Linked DNA regions of Mus musculus: all the other regions are linked to region 1. The links are chromatin contacts, called in public promoter capture Hi-C maps. All regions are on one chromosome and are shown on one strand. The core of a region is the stretch at or near the end of the contact, and the rest is flanking DNA. Distances in the headings are between cores, read along the strand shown. Region 1 holds the start of Smad9 (SMAD family member 9). Region 2 holds the start of Tm4sf4 (transmembrane 4 superfamily member 4). Region 3 holds the start of Maml3 (mastermind like transcriptional coactivator 3).

What was found. Promoter capture Hi-C pulls out the DNA fragments that hold promoters and counts their contacts.
Region 2: a promoter capture Hi-C map of liver shows a contact between it and region 1, with 9 times the contacts expected there. The contact joins the promoter of Tm4sf4 here to the promoter of Smad9 in region 1. A contact is called at or near these places in 2 of 39 promoter capture datasets (both in liver).
Region 3: a contact with region 1 is called in a promoter capture Hi-C map of liver, with 4 times the contacts expected there. The contact joins the promoter of Maml3 here to the promoter of Smad9 in region 1. A contact is called at or near these places in 2 of 39 promoter capture datasets (hippocampal neurons and liver).

What each region holds. Positions count from the first base shown.
Region 1 is chr3:54,753,872-54,757,535 of GRCm38.p6, forward strand. Smad9 (SMAD family member 9) reads left to right here and starts at 1,711. Exons shown (of 6, transcript NM_019483.5): 1 at 1,711-1,823.
Region 2 is chr3:57,423,800-57,427,463 of GRCm38.p6, forward strand. It overlaps Tm4sf4 (transmembrane 4 superfamily member 4), which reads left to right and starts at 1,611. Exons shown (of 5, transcript NM_145539.2): 1 at 1,611-1,989; 2 at 2,669-2,758. The coding sequence starts at 1,816.
Region 3 is chr3:52,103,445-52,107,108 of GRCm38.p6, forward strand. Maml3 (mastermind like transcriptional coactivator 3) reads right to left here and starts at 1,562. Exons shown (of 5, transcript NM_001004176.2): 1 at 235-1,562. The coding sequence starts at 699.

The sequences.
Region 1 (3,664 bases), core at 461-2,960:
AGCCCAGCTGTAGCACTGTGCGTCTAACAGATGTGGGCAGAAGTAGGAACAGCAAGGATGCTCACAGTCTTCCCAATTGGTATATTCTCCCAGAAAATTTTAGCTGTGCTTTTTTTTTTTTTTCAGGTCCCTAACCAAATTTATAAGGGAATTACCACCTCATCACAACTGTTGACAGTCTGGTTTCCTGTGCATTTCTGTAACACAGTGCTGTGGTGGAAGAGAATTATGTTCCTATTATATGATTAAAAAAAAAAAAACGCAGAAGAAGATAGATTAGAGAGGAGAATTTTTATAACCAGGGTGGTCAAAAGAATCCATCAGCGTGTGTTCTTCTCCAGGGCTGGTGTTTGCCCTTTCTTGAATCCCACCAGGTCTTACTGTTTTATCTCCCTAACCTTTAGGGAGTAAAGTCCAGAAAGGGCAGAGGACACACAAAGGCCCGTCCCACCCCTACCCCTTCCTACATGTCTCTTGACTTCTGTGAACTCACAGCCTCCATTGTGGAAGCTTGAGCCTGCTTAGCAGAGGTCTTCCAACAGTTTGTGCTTCTTCCGAATCTGATTGGATCACTTCTTTCTTTAATATCATTTCTGGGAGGGGGGTGGAATCCCTGAGCTGCAAGGTATCGATTCAGAGAACCTAATTAGTTTACTTGCCTCTAAATATACACAAAGCACAGCCCTCTTCCAGCCCATGGCTTGGAACGTTCCACCACCACCGGACAGTATTTCTTCTGGGGTTTCTTCCTCTCCAGGTCAATCAGAAACCTATCATAGCTCGGTTACAGCAGGGTAGATGAGCCAGGTGTAGAAAGACACTTTCGATTTGAAGTTAAAGAGGCATTTAAACTTCTGCGATCTGTTTTTACAAGCAAGGCCCTCCTAGGCTACACTTGGATGATGATGCAAAACTACCCGTGTTCCAGAAAGCGGAGGTTTGAGGATTAGAAAAAGAAGTTCAACCGAAGGACCTTCGTTTACATTTCAAAGGTGCCTTGGCCTCTTAGTGGACATTTGTGTTCTGGGGCTGACTGAGGTGGCCCTGTACCATCCTCTTCCTCTTGGAAGACCTATAAGGAGGTTTGGTGAGGGATCAAAGGCCTTCGGCATACCGGTGCCACTTTCCAAGCGGCTTTTCAGAGGCAGGCAACCTAGGAGATAGCCAGGCCACTGGGCAGGAAGGTTCCTCGTGCCCATGATGTATATCATGAGTAGATTAGGTAGCATGTATTCTACGCTGGATAAGAAATCACAACCTACATATTATAGAACTGGTTTGAAACTCTGCTTGCCACTCAGCTCGTTTAGATGTTCTTGGGCTGATGCCAGGGCCAGTCATGCCTCAGAGGAACAGACAGCCAGTAAGCGTGGCCTCCAGGGACCAGGACTCTGCGGTTCAGGAGACAGGCATGGTTGGTGGTCCTGTCTGCCTCTCCTGGAGCAAGGGGAGGGGAGGACAACCGCCCCCCTCCCTCTGCTGCCTACAGCCTGTCCAGGTGGGAAGGACATTTTCTGGGGATGACCCGGAGACTCCTCTGTCCCTGAAGGCTCTCTGCAGGCATGATGTGCAGAGCGGGCGGGTGCGCGGCGGGGCGGGGAGCGTGGCGCGGCCAGGGCGCTTGGCCCCTCCTGGCTGGGGCTGCGCGCACGGCCGCCTGGCGCCCTTCCAGCGCGGCGCACTCACGCGGGCGGCCGAGGAGGAGGCTCCAGCCTGACTGACGCCTCTGGAGCCGCTGTCTCGGTCCCGCCGCCGCCCGGCCGACCCTGCAGCTACCGCGCAACCGGAGTGCGCGGGGGGCACGCGTGGCACCTCTCGGACAGGTAAGCGCTGCCATGCCGCGGGCGTGGGCACTCGGGAGGCCCCTGAGGTCCCCAGGCGTGGGACTTGGTTCTCCGTGGAGAACCTGGGTGGTGTCTGTAGTGTGCGAGGGCTCCGCGGCATCCCAGCACCTGGGACCTATGGCGCGACGCGTGACCCGGGGCGTGGGCAGGGATGCGGGATGCGCGTGGGCCGAGTGCAGAAGGATGCACACTGTCCTGTACCCAGGGACAGGCGCCCTGGAGCTCAGCTCCGGGAAGTAGTCCTTTGCTGCAGAGCATGACAGTAAAGAGGCTAGTGTGAGTGCGTGTAAGGTAGTTATTGTGACTCTGGGGGAGATTTTAAAACTCCAGGGCACCCTTGGCTACGAAGCCTTATTTCATACTCATGTCATTTTTTTTTTCCTTCTCTGCTTACCTTTGAGGCATACACAGTGAGAAAGAGAAGAAAAAAAGTTAGGAATGTTGAGTGTCTGTAGCTGTTGGGTTGTGTTTGTCTTCTCCTGGGCCTACCATTGGGTGCCAGCGCTGCGCAGACAGGAGGGGGCGAGGTGGGGACAGATGCAGGCGACTGACTGACGCCGGCCTTGTGGGAGGCGTGTGGGGAACCTTCTTAAGGGTGGCTAATCGCTGCACTTCTTACTCCCTCCCCTCTCTCCCTCTCTCTACCATGGCAATTTAAAATGATAGTTTTGAGGTCCTCCGTTAGCGTCAGCCTATCTCTGGACTGGAACTGGTCCTCCTGAGAAATAACCTACAAATGAAGTGGATCTCCTTTTGGAAGCAAATTGTATGTAATTCGGTCAAATGCACAGCCACAGAACACTAGGAATCATTTTTACTTTTATGGCTTGCTGACGACGTTCTGTAAAAATGTAATTAGCAACGGGAGTGGAGAATAACGGTAGTCTTCGGCCCTTTAAATCATTGCCGCTTCCTAGGCCACTCCTCGGGAGGATTTGTGGTTGTGAAATGTGCTAGCATGCCTGTCAATGAGAAGGAATGCCTTCGGATGTTTACACTTAAAAAACTATTCATTTATATTTTAAAAAGGAAATAAAAATTCAGCCCTAGCACACTCTCTAGCAAACGACCAGGATTCAATGCTCTGCCTTTAGAAAGCCAGGAACATGAGTTTAGATCTGTGGTTGATTATCCAAGGACATCACAGTTAAGAAACCGGTGTGGTAGTTTATAAATAAGGAACCTTTAAAATATGCTAAGATTATCAAGGTGTCAAGTATTTCTGAAAACAGACTCCTTGGTGACAAGGCAGCTTCCTGCAAGCCAGCCTTTTCTGAGTCTTTCCTGACACTGAGGCCCCCCACTTTTATGCTTGAGTGGTTGGCTTTGTCGGGTTGCTCCCCTCTCCTCCCCTCACCCCCCTACCCCCACCCAGTTTGAGCTATGCTTTGGAGAATGTTTGCCTAGTCTGGATCCAGCAAGCTCACTTACCAGTGGAGTTGTCTAAAAATCAGAGACAAATTAAAGTTAACCTTAAGCACTTGTCAAGTCTTTTAAAGTCAGCATGAGGCACTTGGTGTTTTCTTTATCAAATATTTCTTTTGCTTTTACTGACATATTCCCCAGCTAATGGGCAAATCAGAAAATATTCACTGGTATAAACTTCTGTGTCTCTGATACCCTAAGATGTAGGAAGAAAAAGAAGAAACATTTCTATTATAGGAAACGTCACCCCAGATATCTAAGCATTGAATAAATGGTAAATTTGTGTATCTTTTCTGGCCAGGTGGCCAAATTGGAGGAGGAGGAGAAAAAAAAAATCAAAGAAATTATTCTTTCGTATGAATAAAAGAATTCAATATCAGTTTTACAAATAATTG
Region 2 (3,664 bases), core at 361-2,860, 2.7 Mb after region 1:
CCCTGAAGGAGACAGAAGGATCCCTGGACCTCACTAGCCAGTCAGCCTAGCAGAGACACCAGAGGACTCCAGATTCAGGTTCCCAGAGAGACCCTGTCACACAGAGATGAATGGAGGGTGATAAAGCAGGAGACGCTGCATCCTCCTTTGATCTCCACATGGGTGTGTGCGCACGCACGCGCGTGTGCACACACACACACACACACACACAGCATTAGCCCATCATCTTCCGCTGGGGTGACTTTAAAGAATTTTCTAAGCCTATTTGAACTAGATGGAAAATGCTAGTCTGGGTAGAAGGGAACACTAAAAATACTCATTTGTACTTTGGGGTGATTTTGCAGATGTTCAGTGAACACTTCCTTTTGTTTTTGTTTATCTCACACTGGCCCTGAGTTCTCTAAGTGTGTATACAGAACAACCAAGGCACATTTTGTAGACTCTTCAGAATGAACCTCAGTGTCTGCCTCTCTATAATCCTTCTCACAGCCGGCTCCCCTGGACAGTGGTCCTGGAGACTTGGCAAAGCATAGTCCACTGTTTCCCTGGCCATCCCTGCCAAGGAGCAAGTGCTCCATGACAGTTAGGTGTCAGTTGCTTGGTTTTATTGTTGTTGTTTTGTTTTGTTTTGCTTTGCTTTTATTTTTGTTTTTGCAACAATTCCAACCCCTAAATATTTTACTTATTGTCCTTAGTTTTGACCTCTAGACTGTCAGTAAAGAGCTAATTCTCTTCCTCACCCCATAGTCCTCTGGCTGACTCATCACACAGTACCAGGATAGGTCAATGCATCGTGTGGAGCTGGTGTAAGTGTGTCTGAGACAACTTAAATGACACAAAGCAAACTAGTAACTGAACCGTGCTCCTGTAAGGCGGCAAAGCCTCTGCATGGGTTTGTTTTCCTTCCTCCCTTCCGATTTCTAGCTGCCTCCAGTCTCCTCCTCTCTACCTCCATTAGCATCTAGCTTCTCCCAGGGCTCTCTTGCCTTGCCCTTTAGACACAGGTTTCTATTTCTGTATGAAGTAACAAAACAATCCAATTAGAAAAGTTGGTTTTGCCGATTCTATGACGTGTTGGGAAGAACATGGTATTTAATTACCTAATTGAGTAAACAAATAAAGAAATACAGCAGTCGGGCAGTAAAACAAATAGCTGTTCTGATTTTATCCTTTAAAAACGCCAGGCCTGAATTCAGCAGTATCCAATAAGTCCGTGGAATTGCTTCTCTATTAAGGAAAGCAAGGCCATCTGGATAAGCCTGTGTTTCAGGCTTTCCGTGAACAAGACCAAGGAAGAGCCAAGCAGATCACTTAGTGTTTGGGAGTCATAACATTAATCAGGATATTAGTGGGTTATGAGAGTGATGTATATAATGCCCAGGGAATACTTCTTTATTTGGGCAGAGACATTATGAAATTAAAGGGGCAGTGCTGAGCACTGCTTGTCCCAGCCTTCTCTTCAATTGCAACAACTTGAATGTCTTGTCTGTGCTGGTGGATTATTAACAGAGGTTATTGGTCTCCATGGCAAAACAATTGAACGATCGCACAAAACGTAATCTCATTTATGGGGTTGGAAAAAAAAGAGAGAGAGAGAGACATAGAGTCAGGGATATAAATATCCATTGCCACTGAAGGCCTGCCGTAGTTGAGAAGTGAAGTGTCTCCAAGGTTCAAAGAACTCTGATATTTGGTCCCACTTTTCTTATTGACCCCGGTACAGCCACTGGAACGTGCTGCTGCAATCCCTGAGGAGAACCGTCAAGCTGGTGGCGACGAGCCTTTGATCTCTGTGCTTTCCTGTGACCCCCCAGCATGTGTACTGGGGGCTGTGCCAGGTGCCTGGGGGGCACCCTCATTCCCCTGGCTGTGTTTGGCCTCCTGGCAAATATCCTGTTGTTCTTTCCTGGAGGAAAAGTGGTGAACGACAAAAGCCACCTTTCGGATGAGGTCTGGTACTTCGGAGGAATATTGGGAAGTGGAGTCTTGGTGAGTAGAGAAACCTTAACATTCCCACGAAGGCAAATCCTCGTCTGTCCTTATTGCAGGAGATGCCATTTTGAAGCTTACAACCTATATGCGATGAAAAGTAGTGCCCTAATATACTTCCCCTTTCTATTCGCGGCTGGGGACAGCTTGGTTTACTAAGTGGTTCATCCCCAAGTTTGGGCTGGAGTCACCCTAAGACATCTGAGCCCAGAGAACCAAGCTAATAGCCACTTGATTATTTTACTCTAGTCAATTGTGGCAATAAGAACTAAAAACAGAACACAGTGCTTTATACAAATGGATTGACTTAGAATGAAGGGACACAGAAGCTGTAAGTAAGCTTTCATTCAGGAATTCACGGCTTCTTCATCTCCTTGTTTCCAAATACGCGTGGGACCTCCAGCTTGTAGTAGTGGAGGCCTTGCTTTTTATACACTGAGTATAAATATATCCTTGCCCTAAACCCACCCTGTAAACGAAAAACTCAGCCTATCTACTCTTAAAATCTCCTCACAGAAGTTGACCAAATGGAATCCCTGTACTAAAAGCTGCCATGAGCCATCGGCTGTTAGGTCTTGCCTGCCCCACTTAAGCCCCTGAGACCTGAGGTCTTCACTGGCAAGAAAAAGTGTGGGTTTCCCTTCACCCCAGACCGTCTAAGCACTTTTCTTGCCGGCAGATGATCTTCCCTGCGCTTGTGTTCTTGGGCCTGCAGAACAACGACTGCTGCGGATGCTGTGGCAATGAGGGCTGTGGGAAGCGATTTGCGGTGAGTCGTTCTGGGATCAGCTGACAGAATCTCTGGGGTTCACTGCCCGCTTGTTCTGGGCAGCATGGGTGTGCCAAACAAGTAATCAGCCCCAGCCAAGACTCCTGGGCCATCTGGTACAGGATTAAGCTCTAATTCTCACTGATACGGAATAATAAGAATAAATATATTCTACAGCCTTCATAAAGGTGTAGATCCATTTTTTACCAGTACACTGAGATGCCAGAGTTTTAAAACCAGAGTGAGGCCCCAGAAGGAAGGCAAAGATGGAGCCACAGGTTTCCCTTTGCCACTAAGAAGACATGAGAACTTGAACAAGCCATGTCCTTCTTCCAGCCCTCAATTGCATCACCATTGAAGGATACTGGGGCACAATAAAAGATGGTATCTTCCCCCTCCCTAAAAGCTAACTAAGCCCCCTTCTTTAGCACAGCAAAGGTCACTCTTTATGGAGGCTCTGTATTTCCCACTGCCATTCAGAATCAACCTTGGGATTTCAATCTCCTCTCCTTTTTCATGCGGCCATCCATCTTTTAGTTGGTGAAGCAGAGACTAGGGAGGTATTAATGTTCCCAGAGGGGCAGGAGGAATGCTGGAATGTGGGTCAGGTCCCATTTCTGCAGCTGGGCAAGACACCAAGTGTAAGATAAGCAAGTTGGACTGGATCAGAATTCCCTAGATATGGACCAAACCCTGGTATAAAGATACACGTATCGAAACAACAAAGAATGTTTTCTTTTACTTATCCTCCAGTTGTTTTCATTTTATGAAGGAAAGAAATCCTTATTTTGATGGGGATAAGTCTTTGCTGTTTCTAAACCTTCAAACTTCCTTTGTAACAAAGGGAAAGCAACCTAAAGCTCTCGGAACACAAAGGGCATTTGATGACCAACATTTAATGACACT
Region 3 (3,664 bases), core at 312-2,811, 2.7 Mb before region 1:
CTCCCCTTGGAGTCGTGACTGGCTTCTCTCCCTCTCATCCCTTCCTCCCCAAATCTGACAACCCTGACAGATTAACAGGTAGCGGCGGCGGCGAAAGCGTTTACCCTGAGAAAAGTTGACGTTAACCCTTCGTCTCCATCCCACCTCATCCCTCGGTGCAAATCAGACCCTCACAGCCCCCAAGCCAGGAACTCCACGCCCCCGACCCCAACGCGCACCCCAGTGAGCCCTCACCATGATCAGCGTATGGTTCCTCTGCTCGGCTGAGGCAGCCTCCGCATCTTGCTGGGTTTTACTCGGGTGCTGCTGCTTGCCGCTGCCGGCGCCCGATTTCTTGGCTCTCTGCTCCAGGGTCCTCTGATAGAGGCTCACGGTGTCCCGGCGCTCCAGCTCCAGCTGCTCCACCTGAGCCTGCTGATACCTGTTCTCGCAGTTGACGTGGTGCCGCCGGCAGCCCTCGATGCGCTGGCGGAGCCGCTCGACTACCGTGCTGTGCTTGGGGACGGCCGCCGAGCTGCCGCCGGGGCCCCCGGAGCCGCCGCAGCCGCCGGCAGCGGGGTGATTGCCACTCGGAGCAACCGGAGTGCTATTGGGAGTATTCACGCCGATCCCGGCCCCGCCGAGGCTGCTGCTCAGGCTGCTGTTGATGCAGATACTACTACCATTCGCGGCGGCAGCGGGGGCTGCGAAATCCCCCATCCTGCTCCCGGGGCACACTATTTTGGAAGAACTTTTTTTTTTAATCCACCCCCTATCAGCCTTCTCCTTGGGTCCAAGGATTAAAATAGTTTAAGTGGAACGCGGGGGAGACGCAAGCACATGGATGAAAAAACAGCGATCCCCACGGGGTGAAAAAAGGGGGAAGAGATTTTGGGGTGTTTTTTTTCCTTAAAAAAACTGTAAAGATCGAGGGGAGAAAAAAAGGGGGTGTTATCAGAATACCATCAGACACCTATCAACAAATAGAATCCCAACAAACTGAGCCGGCAGCAGATCGGCTTGCAACTCAAGGGGAGATCCGCTCCTCGCCTGCCTCCTTTTAATAATCCATTATTTTCTAATAAATTCCAGGAGGTTTCCGGTGGTTGGCAAGCATTTTCTCCCTACGTACCGAAAAACACACCCCATGTACACACACGAGCGTGTGCCTCCAGTGCGGACACGCGCGACACACACTCACTCCACGCCGCATCGGAAAACGGCGAGCTTGCTTATTGCATTTTCCTTCCACAAAAAAGTTTTGGTGTTTATGCCGCCCCGTGTTCTCAAAGTACTTTGGCTGCTCAGTTGCATTTCACAGGAGCCTAGACATCGAGTCCTCGGGCTGGGCAAGTAAACACATGGACAGTCCGAGGCGACTGCAAAAGTAGATCGCTGGAGTCCTTTGCGAAACGCCGCGCGGAGAGCAGCCACTAATGCTCGGCCAGGCTGCCGCTGCCGCCGCCGCCTCCGCCACCATCACAATGATCAACTGCTCGCCGCCGCCGCCGCCTCCTCCTCCTCCTCGCGCTCCTCCACCTCCTCCTCCTCCTCCATGCCAGCGGAGTGATATCAGGACGCGCGAGCTCAGTAAACACGGCAGCGGCGGCGGCTGGAGGCCGTGAGACAAGCCCGGGGACCCGGTGCAAAACCCGGCCCGGACTCTCCCCTGGCGGGAGCGGGCGCGGCGCGCACCGACCTGACTCCCGCCTCCCTTGCCCCCCCACCCCCTCCCCTTCCCCAATCCAGCTGCTCCCCAGGCTGGGAAGCCCCGACCTGCCAGGAAGAGGGGGGAAAACAAAGATTGGGGGGAATCTTAGGAGTGGATCACCTTTTGACCCGTGTGTGTGTGTGTGTGTGTGTGTGTGTGTGTGTGTGTGTGTGTGTGTGTGTGTGTGTGTAAGTGAGCGCGCGGCGCGCGTGTATGTGTGTGTGCGCGCGCGCGAGTGCGCGGGGACGCGCCAGGCTGGCTGTGTTTCCTTCTGCCCAGCGAGGTATCCAGCGAGCCCAAGTTGTTGTTATACATTTATGCATTATATTGCAGAAATGTGCATGACCAGGCAGAAACAGTGCAGCTTCCCAGCAGCTGTCATCCCCACCCATGTGAAATGAAATAGGCAAACGAGTGGCTTGTTTTCAAGGCCCAGAGAAGACCCTGCTAGTGAACTCTTGCTCAAACTCTAGGACCCTCTTTAACTCAAATAATTTTTTTTCCTTACGTTTATTTGTTTATTGGGAAGAAGTGCCTAGTGCCACACCCCACGCACGCTTAGAAGTCAGAAGACAGCTTTGTGGAGTCCTCTAAGGTGGGTACTTGAGTTTGAACCAAGGTTGTCAAGATCTGGGGCAGTCAGTCACCTTTACCTCCTGGAAATTTCATCAAAGTACCCATTCCTCAATGAACAGAACTAAGCAGTCAAAACAAAACAAAACCTTGGGATATTATTTATTTCTCTGTACATAACGACTGTGGTTATTATGACGATTATTGTTTTATTTATCCTTGAAAAAAAATAAAACCAAGCAAGCAGGGACTTGGAGGTGAGACTAACAGTACATTTAAACAGACTGTTTTGAACACTAGGTGCTAATGACGGCAGCAATTAAGGGTCCTGCCTAAATCAAGTGGAAAGATTGCAGATTTCATGCTTTAGAACTATAGAAAGAAAGAAAGAAAAAAAAAACACAGCATTTCACAGTTTGTTGTGACCAAAACAAAAACAAGCCAAAAAGTGTGTGGGGGGCAGGCTTAGCTTACCACTAGATATATTTTTTTATTTCAATGGATTCACATTCACAATAGCACGATTGAAATGGAGTAGCTGCAGAGAAGTAATCTCAGGTTTTGTTAATTATTATCACACATTATCTACCCAGACACTGAGTAGAACATCTGACAAGAAAGTTCAAACACCCTTGGCTCAGTCTTACACCATTGCCCAGAGACGTCTGCAAAAATGAAAAGGCAGAAATTGCTAGCACTTCTGGGGTCCCTGGGCTACAGACCTCGATGGTGGGGTGTTCATGAAACGGCTTTTTGAATGGATTTGGGGGGGGGAGGGGGTAAAAACACAGCCCTGTTTTCTAAAGTACCCAGGAATAAAAGAAGGCTGGGCCTTGTTTTTTGTATGACAAAACTTTTCCCGGGGAGGTGCGATACACACACCTACTCATTCCAGACAGAGAACCCACCACAGACCAGAGAACAGATGCCATCAAAGGTCCAACTTAAAGAACCAATGAGTTTCATTGGTGTTACTTACAGGAATATGGGTGAGGGGTTCCTTACTGGAGCAGAAATTACTCAAAGACAGCTGCCTCACCACAGCCCACCACAGCCTGGGGACAGCTCACAAGAGCTGGAAACCCGGAGCACACTGCACAGCCTACAGGCAACTCAACAGGCTGGACTGGGTCCTTTCCTGGAGGTGCCTCAGTTGACCTAAACCTCTTCCAGGTAGCTTGGCTGGTTTCTGCAGCTTCTGAGTAGCTGATCTGATCCCAGTCTTCTTTGCAGCTTGGCTTGTCTGAGTGTTTTTGTTTTTGTGAGTTGGGTTTTTTTTTTTTTTTTTTTTTTAACAGTTTCTTTCCCAAGTCTGAGAGCAACTCTTAGCTTCTATCATTTACTCTGGCTGAGAGGAGCCTAGTGAATCTGGTCAGTTTCAGGGACTTCCTGAAGCTGTTT